Linked DNA regions of Mus musculus: all the other regions are linked to region 3. Evidence: chromatin contacts called from public HiChIP or PLAC-seq data. All regions are on one chromosome and are shown on one strand. Each heading gives the region's core, a stretch centred on a gene start, on an enhancer-like site or on the middle of the called end of the contact. The rest is flanking DNA. Distances are from core to core; before and after follow the strand shown.

Evidence for each region. HiChIP or PLAC-seq counts read pairs in DNA pulled down with a chosen protein or histone mark.
Region 1: an H3K27ac HiChIP or PLAC-seq map of embryonic fibroblasts shows a contact between it and region 3, with 16 read pairs. The contact joins the promoter of Cav2 here to the enhancer-like site in region 3. A contact is called at or near these places in 3 of 39 promoter capture datasets (liver, macrophages and maxillary cranial neural crest), 1 of 15 datasets of contacts at CTCF or cohesin (the NIH/3T3 cell line), 3 of 484 Hi-C or Micro-C datasets (muscle stem cells, nephron progenitors and pancreatic cancer cells), 4 of 115 datasets of contacts at active chromatin or transcription factors (bone marrow-derived dendritic cells, bone marrow-derived macrophages, embryonic fibroblasts and 1 more) and 2 of 9 other capture datasets (adipose tissue and pancreatic islet).
Region 2: a contact with region 3 is called in an H3K27ac HiChIP or PLAC-seq map of embryonic fibroblasts, with 14 read pairs. The contact joins the promoter of Cav1 here to the enhancer-like site in region 3. A contact is called at or near these places in 8 of 39 promoter capture datasets (the 3T3-L1 cell line, HPC-7-derived erythroid cells, cancer-associated fibroblasts and 3 more), 2 of 15 datasets of contacts at CTCF or cohesin (the NIH/3T3 cell line and pro-B cells), 7 of 484 Hi-C or Micro-C datasets (adipose-derived mesenchymal stem cells, bone marrow-derived dendritic cells, cortical neurons and 2 more), 4 of 115 datasets of contacts at active chromatin or transcription factors (bone marrow-derived dendritic cells, a colorectal cancer cell line, embryonic fibroblasts and 1 more) and 4 of 9 other capture datasets (adipose tissue, liver, macrophages and 1 more).

What each region holds. Positions count from the first base shown.
Region 1 is chr6:17,279,805-17,282,504 of GRCm38.p6, forward strand. Cav2 (caveolin 2) reads left to right here and starts at 1,381. Exons shown (of 3, transcript NM_016900.4): 1 at 1,381-1,706; 2 at 2,091-2,278. The coding sequence starts at 1,557.
Region 2 is chr6:17,305,039-17,307,738 of GRCm38.p6, forward strand. Cav1 (caveolin 1, caveolae protein) reads left to right here and starts at 1,297. Exons shown (of 3, transcript NM_007616.4): 1 at 1,297-1,441. The coding sequence starts at 1,412.
Region 3 is chr6:17,245,767-17,248,466 of GRCm38.p6, forward strand. No RefSeq gene overlaps it. Among named protein-coding and RNA genes, the nearest start is that of Cav2, 34 kb to the right of the region's middle. Within about 2 kb of position 1,430, at least 36 of the 459 cell types and tissues checked have an H3K27ac peak or open chromatin away from gene starts, as enhancers often do. A contact at or near this core is called in the NIH/3T3 cell line, adipose-derived mesenchymal stem cells, a colorectal cancer cell line and 2 more, where this site is marked.

The DNA of each region.
Region 1 (2,700 bases), core at 131-2,630, 34 kb after region 3:
AAATGGATCTAAACTGTCTCTTCCAAACCCTGGAAATCAACATGAAGGCCTCCCCTTCAAACTCCTGCCATCGGGCGTAGCATCTAGACCCTATCTGATTCTCAGAAAGTCCGAATGAATGCAGGATGGTGAAGTGCTGAGAAAACAGTGAGTGTAAGGCCTATACCACCCCTTCGAATTAAAAAGGATTTAAATAAAACCAGGAAGGAAAAGTATAATCAGGGGGAGGGGGAAGCTTGAGTAACGGGACTCGGTGAGGGGGCGAGAGAAGAAGCCTCCAGGACGTGGGATTCAACCCTGCGCCATTCTGCATTACTGACATGATGACCCACACACTGCAGTGGAAGAAGATACACTCCCTATTCAACTATGACATTTAGAGTTTTGCCTTCCAAATATGTTCTCCGATCAGTTCCCAGGTTGTTTAGTTGGTTGTTTTGTAACTTGTATTACTCCCCAAATAGCCTTTCCTTTTCCAAAGAAACCTTCAAATCCATTTCCTACAAGGGATTTGATTTGTGCAGCAGGCTCTAAAGCCGGCTGTCCAGAGCAATGCCCATTCTTTGGTACTATAGTTTGGGGTCTGGGCAAACTGAAAGCATCATTCCATATCTATACTCACCAAGTTCCTATTTCGCGCAGGCAAAGTTTTAGGTTACCAGATGGCAAACTCTTTATGCCAACTCCTCCCTACTGAAGCTCTTGAGAGAATGGTCAGCGGGCTTATCCATGTACCATGATGTAGTTATATGCTTGTTTATGCTGCTCCTACGATGGCATTACAGACCTGTCTGCACGGCATTAGTTCCTGCAGTCTTTGAACAAAATCCTGATTTAAGGGAAAATCCAAAGTTAGTTGTAGTTTGGAGGCAGAAGAGCAGACCTATCCTTGGGGTATGATGGCAACAAACTCCTATAACAACTTACATAACCAACTCTGGGGAAACAAAAACAAAACGAAAGGGCTGCTGCAGTCCATTATCTATCAACAAGGTACGCCTTAGCCTCACGATTCAGCTACAATGCTTGCTGTGAGTTGGGGACCAAGTAAAAGTTAGGAATTAACATCTCATTCTCTCAGGATAGCTCTGAGGAGCAGGTGCCACAACTCTAATCCAACCAGTAGATGCATGTAGACTTCCCTAATGCTTGCCCCCTAGCACCTCCAGACCTTCTTCCAGTACACACACCTCCCTGACCAATCTGTCTGCCTTTAAGCATCCCTGTTCGGACTGCAAGCCAAGTGGCCCGGGAGGTCTGCTTTGCCCGGCTTCACCAAGCCAGGAGATGACTCATCGAGCCGGTTCCCCGGGCTCCTTGGGGCTTTGGCAAACAACTGGAGAGGTGCCCTCCCTCCCCGCAGGCCCGGCGGGGCGGGGCGGGGTTCGGCCAGCCAAGGCTGGGAGCGGGAACCGGCAGCGGGAAGCGGCCGCCGCCCGGGCAGCCCGAGGCTAGGCAGGGCGAAGCCAGGCGGGGCGGGGCTGAGCGCCACGGGAAGGGGAGGCAGGGCTGCCTAGGGACCGAACGACCGAGCCACTCTTGCAACGCCAGCCACGATGGGGCTGGAGACCGAGAAGGCCGATGTGCAGCTCTTCATGGCCGATGACGCCTACAGCCACCACAGTGGCGTTGACTACGCAGATCCTGAGAAGTATGTTGACTCGAGTCACGACCGGGATCCTCACCAGCTCAACTCTCATCTCAAGGTGAGTTTCAGGCTGGGCTATCACTCATCTAGGCTGGAGGCTGCTAAGGGTCCCTTGTATGCTGCAGGAGGATGACTCTTGACCTTCTCCCCAACAGTGGGGGTTGGTCCCATTGCTAATGCTGGTTCCATTGGCACTCTGCCCTGGTCCCACAGCCTTCAGGCTCCCTGAACAGCCACACAGTGTCCAACTCCTGTGTGCCCAGTGTCACTCTAAGAAAAGCTGAAGATACTCTAGCCAGGTCGCCTTTCCTTCGGACTTCCCCTTCTTAGAGTGCTTCTGCCACCACACCCCCCACCCCCACCAACTTCGTTCCCTCCCCACCCCGACCCTATCCCCGACAGGTTGGATGACGTCATGAGTCCTTGCATCTTGTCTCTGCAGCTAGGCTTCGAGGATCTGATTGCAGAGCCTGAGACTACACACTCCTTTGACAAAGTGTGGATCTGCAGCCATGCTCTCTTTGAAATCAGCAAATATGTGATGTACAAGTTCCTGACCGTATTTCTGGCCATCCCCTTGGCCTTCATTGCGGGTATCCTGTTTGCTACCCTCAGCTGTCTGCACATCTGGTGAGAGGGGACACATGGGTTGATTCTGAAGCTTACAGAAGTTTTTGCCACCTGCTCTCTGCTCTTCCTATTTCCCAGGGCCCATTTGCAGAGAAAACGCTTACATTAGTTCCCAAGGGTAACAAGACCTGAGAAATCTTGAAGGGCAGTGTGCTTTCTTTAGAATAATAGTCCCGGCTGAGAGTTTAAACAGAAGGAAGCAAGGGCCTCTTTCCTGGGTGTGATTTTTCCTTCCATGCAGAAGGCTGAGCTGAGTGTGGAGGTGGGGGCTGGAAGGCCACTTCCTGTCATAGGCTGCTCTCTCCAGGGCCTGTTGTGACTCGTGCCTGTGGTTCTGGGCAGGTCCTTTCCTCCTTTCATTGACTTTTATTCAGTCACCATCTGTGCTTGGGCAAAACAAACGTTGATCTCAGAGAAAACAG
Region 2 (2,700 bases), core at 47-2,546, 59 kb after region 3:
AATAAAATGTATTATAAATTTATAATTAATCAAATAATTAATTAACAATTGCTTCCCTATCAGCCGGGGACCCAGGTTACTGGTCTTTTCAGGTCTTCTTTCCAGCTAGATGATCAGTTCTTTCAGGGTTCCATTTTATCTGTTTTCAAGCCCTGGGATTCCTCTTCATCCTTCTCATGAGCCCGTGCTCCTGCTTCTTGGAAACAATTTTAAAAATGTACTCTCTGTCCTTTCCAGTGTGCATTGGGAGTGTTTGCATAGGAATGCTTAGGTAAAAATTTCCTTTCATCCTTGAGGTGGTGGGGAGTAAACTGCTTAGTTACTGTCTCTAATTAGTTACTCTTTCCTTTAGTAAAAAGCAACTATAGTTTATCTTATTTTTCCTTACAATAAGACAAAGGAGGCTGGCCAGCTTTTGAAACTGATATTTTAGTTGTTAACTTAAAAAGAAAAACTACTTTGTCAAAAAATAAAACAAACAAACAAACAAACAAAAAACATTCTCTCACAGTCAAGCACATATTCCTGCGCTTGGATCCTCTATGGCAGAGGATGTAGTTCAGTGGTAGAGTGTTTAATCTCCAGGCAGAATACACAAAGCCCTGGGTTCGAACTCGTCGATCTTGAGCCAAGAAAAAAAAAAAAAACAAAAAAAACAAAAACAAAAACAAAAAACTCTCTAGTAACAAGCTTGAACCTCTAAGTAAAATTTTCTGCAGTTGAAAATACTCAAAGTGCTTATGGTTACTGTATAACCTGCTGGTAGGGATTTCATTTTCTTTATTGCAGAGGCGCCCACACAGATTGCTTCGTTGTGTTTATATTTAAAAAAAAAAAAAATGTTCCCTCAGGTTCCCAGCCATCTCGCTTCTATATCTTTCTCTGTGAAACAAGGAGACAGATCAGTTCTACGTGGGCGAATTGGGAGGGGAGGCAGCTTAGGACAGGGCAGAATTCTTTCTGCAGAGCCGGATGCCCATACTGGGCATCTCTGCAGACTCTTGGGCTCCCTCCACCCCTGCTGAGATGATGCACTGGGAAAACACGCGCTCTCCCCTGGATGCCTCTCTGTAGGTTTATAGCTGGGAAAACGTTGCCTCGAGTCTAAAATATCTGCCCAAACTGCCTAGCTCTGATGAAGGCTTTCTCACAGGCTCTCAGCTCCCCGCCGGCACTCCCCGCCCTCTGCTGCCAGAACCTTGGGGATGTGCCTAGACCCGGCGCAGAGCACGTCCTAGCCAACTGAGAGCAGAACAAACCCCTGGCGAACAGCCAAGAGGCTCCCTCCCAGCCACCGCCCCCCGCCAGCGCCTTTCCCCCCTCTATACAATACAAGATCTTCCTTCCTCAGTTCTCTTAAATCACAGCCCAGGGAAACCTCCTCAGAGCCTGCAGCCAGCCACGCGCCAGCATGTCTGGGGGCAAATACGTAGACTCCGAGGTAGGCTTGGGTGAGGGCTCCAAAGTGCCTGCTTTTGCTATCTTCCACTCCAAATGCTCGGACTGCTTTCCTCGCCCCAGCCCGCTCTCCACCTTCGCGGCACTCGAGCTGGCACCTTGGAGGAATGGGCTGGGTGGGGAGGTGAAAAGCTAGGAATGTCTTAGGGCTTCCTTTTGGAGAGGAGACCAATGGAGCCAAAAGGGGAAAGAAGGAGACCCGGTCTGCCAGACTTAGAAAAGTTTTCCAGATGACACGTTCGCGAGACCCCACTGCGGTCCAGCCCGTACCTACTGGGAGGCTTAGGGCTGCTGCTCAGTGTGTGTGTGTGTGTGTGTGTGTGTGTGTGTGTGTGTGTGTGTGTGTGTGTGTGTGTGTTCGGGGGAAGGAGATTCATTTGGACAGTGTCCCCCCACCCCAACCCCCCAGGAGCCTAAAGTGGCTGGCTTGGGCAGCGGCATGCGTGTATTGCACTTAGCGAAGTTCTCGAGAACTTCAATAGTTTTTTCTGCCCCTGAGAGGCCCGGGCGGGGGGAGTTCCGAGGTGGGGGAAGCCTCCTTCCTCCCTCACAAGTACCACCGCCATTGTCAACTCCTTCTTGGCACTCAGGTGGACTAAACGTGGAGACCCCGGTTCCCAAATAGGGCTACGATTCAGCTTGGAGTAGACAGCCTGAGAGTGATCTAAGTAAGGGTGGGTCAGGCAGTTCTTCAGATGGCATGTCCTCTGGGGCATGGGGGTGGGGGTGACAGGTCTTGGCACATGCCTCAGCCTAAAGAAGTATGTTAGATTGTGAGCCACTTATTCACCCCCACGGCCTAAGAAAAACCAGGGAGTAAAGGTGGGTTTTAAAAGGGGGTAGGGGCTGTGGCAGGTGCAAGGAAGAAGCACGGAGGGACAGTGAAGATGGGACCATTACGTCTGTCAGTTTGGTCCAGAGTGATCTTGATAATGTTGAAAGGGACCTTAGGACAGTGTTAAGGGTTAAGAGAGGGACCACGGAGCAGGTGAGGTTGTGGGGTCATAGGTCTGGCGGAGAGAAGGAATACAGAGGAGGAGGAACGGGAACCCCAGCCCCTGGGCTGGGGAGTCAGGGCCGAGAGCCGTGGGGAGCAGGAGGGCGCATGGGACTTCGCCCTGACCCCTGGCGGCGGGCGCGGGAGGCAGGCGCTCTCTGCCTGGTACCGAGGGGTGTGGTGTCCTCCGCTCCGTCCTCTTAAAAAGCTTGCAGCGCTGGAGTTTTCTGTGTGCAAGCCTTTCC
Region 3 (2,700 bases), core at 180-2,679:
CAATCCTTCAGTCCCCCTTCCCCACCTATTTCCTCCTGTTCCAATCCGCACCCTCCCTCAATCCACCTGCGCAAAATCTATTCAATTTTCCCTCCCTAGGGAAATTCATATTTCCTCTTTGAGTCCTTGTTACTTATCCTCTCAGAGTCTGTAGATTGCAGCGTGAATTTCCTTTGCTCTACAGCCGATATTCACCCATAAGTGAGTACATACCATGTGTGTCTATCTGGGTCAAGATAAACATGGTATTTCTGGGTCTTTTTTAATGTTTCCATTCACATTTAAGAAAGTATGTGTACACCCATAATGCCATACTTGGCTTTGTTGAGAAAAATGGGCTTTATAGATGCACCCTTCTTATTGCTCAGAACTGAAGGAGGTTTAGGCAGCCAATCTAATCTCATCTATCTCCCGAAAGGACTATGGAGCCTATGCTGGTGATATGACCAAAGCACATTTAGAGTGGTAAGAAAAGGCTGATTATTTGAAAGGTCAAGAAACAGTGTGAAGAAAGAGCATAAAGGAGAAACTAGGATTGGAAGATTAAATGGGGATGGAGATGGAATGGGAGGGTAATGGAGGTAATGTGAGGAAAGACAGCAAACACTAAAGACCTTTTCAAAAGCCATAAGGAAATCTACTGCCGCAGAAGCTTCCTAAAACATATATAGATCAAAGGACTATTTTAAGTGCACCTACCAAACAGTAGAGGAGACAATACCCCAGTTAGGCATCTTATGCTTCCAAGTAAACTGCCCCCTTACCAGGAATGGGTTACATCATGTTGAGTCATTGGCCAAAGGAGTCCTATACACTCCCCCAACATTACAGACTATCGGATGTGAAGCCTCATTGCTAAAGACATCACTTATGTATGGCGTTAAACATGAAGAAATTGAGCTGATGCCCAACTAGAAACCTCACATTTACTGACTAGCATCCATGGCGCTGAAAGGCACTATGTAAGCTACTGGAGGAGGAAAGTAAGCATCACAATCACCCAGCTAAGAGCCCTGGGACCTACAATAATGACCTGCCTACGAGGCACAATGTGCAATCCTGGCGCAAATGTTATGGGAGCAACCAATGACATTCGGTTAGATTTAAAACCTGTTCCACAAGATGGCACCTATCCTTGATACTGCTCATGACCAAGACAATACAGGTTTTAGGCCCCAGAAGGAAGCCTACCCCTAATATTGTGCCAAATGACTACAACAAGAAAACAACTAATAGTATTGCTCAACCCATAGCCCAGTGCATTGTTCAACTCTTATCAGAGAAGCTTCTTGCAGCGCATGATAATTCATACAGAGATCCATAATTGAGCAATGCTCAGAATGAGAGATTTGGGGTTTTATAACACTCCTCCACAGAAGATGTGAAAAGATTGTAGGAGTCGAATGTGGTGGATGACTCCAAAGAAAGAGCATTTTTCAGACACCAGGGTGCTGATTCATATATGAACTCACTGAACATGTGACACTATCCACAAAGCCTATAGAAATTCAAGCCAAACAAATCACAGAATTGAGAAATGGAATTGGGTTTAGAGTTCCATTCTTAGCCAAGGAGCTATTTGCCACACAATCAATAGCTGTGGGGAGAGGGGGAAAAATCAGTTTTCTCAAATGGAGTAACAGTGGTTGTATCAACCACAGTCCAGAGCAAGCCCCATCCTTGTAGTTGGCCAACACAAAAATTTTTTCCATGATATTTCTGTGAGCTTTCTGTTGTTTTTATTTGGTTTGGTAATTTTTTATGTTTGTTTGCATTGACTTTGGGTGTTTTTCATTATTTATTTTAAAAAAAGAAAAAGCATGAAGTTCTGTGCGTGTGGAGGTAGGAAGGACCTGGGAGAAGTTAGGGAGGAAAAATATCAAGTATATTACATGGAAAAATTAAAACCAATATTATTTTTTAAAAAAATATACACACACACACATACACATATCTCCTTTGTAGGTTTGTGAGTAGAATAGTCCACTATGTTTTTTTTTTTTTCTCACAAAATAACACTCTTCTAGTTCTTTTTTAAGACAAGCTATGGAAAAGAGAAGGAAACAGTGTGAAGCAATGCAAGAAAGTGAGATAAAAAGTAGAGCCCTGTACAAACCGGAAATGAACACACGCACTAAGTGGTGAACACTTTGTGGAAGAAGATGCAATTATCTAAGAGATTTTTCTACGTAGAGAGGACCTTAGTTAGTGGGTGTGCATGCTTCTTACTGTAAGACACCTTTAAACAAAAGTCTTACTTTTATGAAGTCTAAACTGGAGTGGGGACAGAGTACAAAGCTATGGTCCCCGAGCAGTCCAGGAAAGAGGTGTGGGCCACAGTGAGGAAGGTGTTCTGTTTATTCGGAAGCTGGAAATTTGAAAGGAAGTTTGGAATCTGACAGAGGTGAAAGAAGAATGGAATAAAAATATTTTCCCACAAACACTCCTAAGTCTGGAATTTATGTGACTAACTCATGATACATAACTGAAGTTTGAGATGAGTGTAAAAAAAAATCATGAGTAATGTTTCTGATCCTTTTTTTTTCTTCTGTGTTTCTGTTCATGAAACTGTAATCGTCCCCCTCCCCCCCCCCCAGGGAGGGTTACAGAATTTGGAAAGCTTCCCACCCAGAATACAAAACATTCTCTCCTATGCTAATTATCCCACAATTAATGCCTGGCTGCTCTCCTCACTTATTG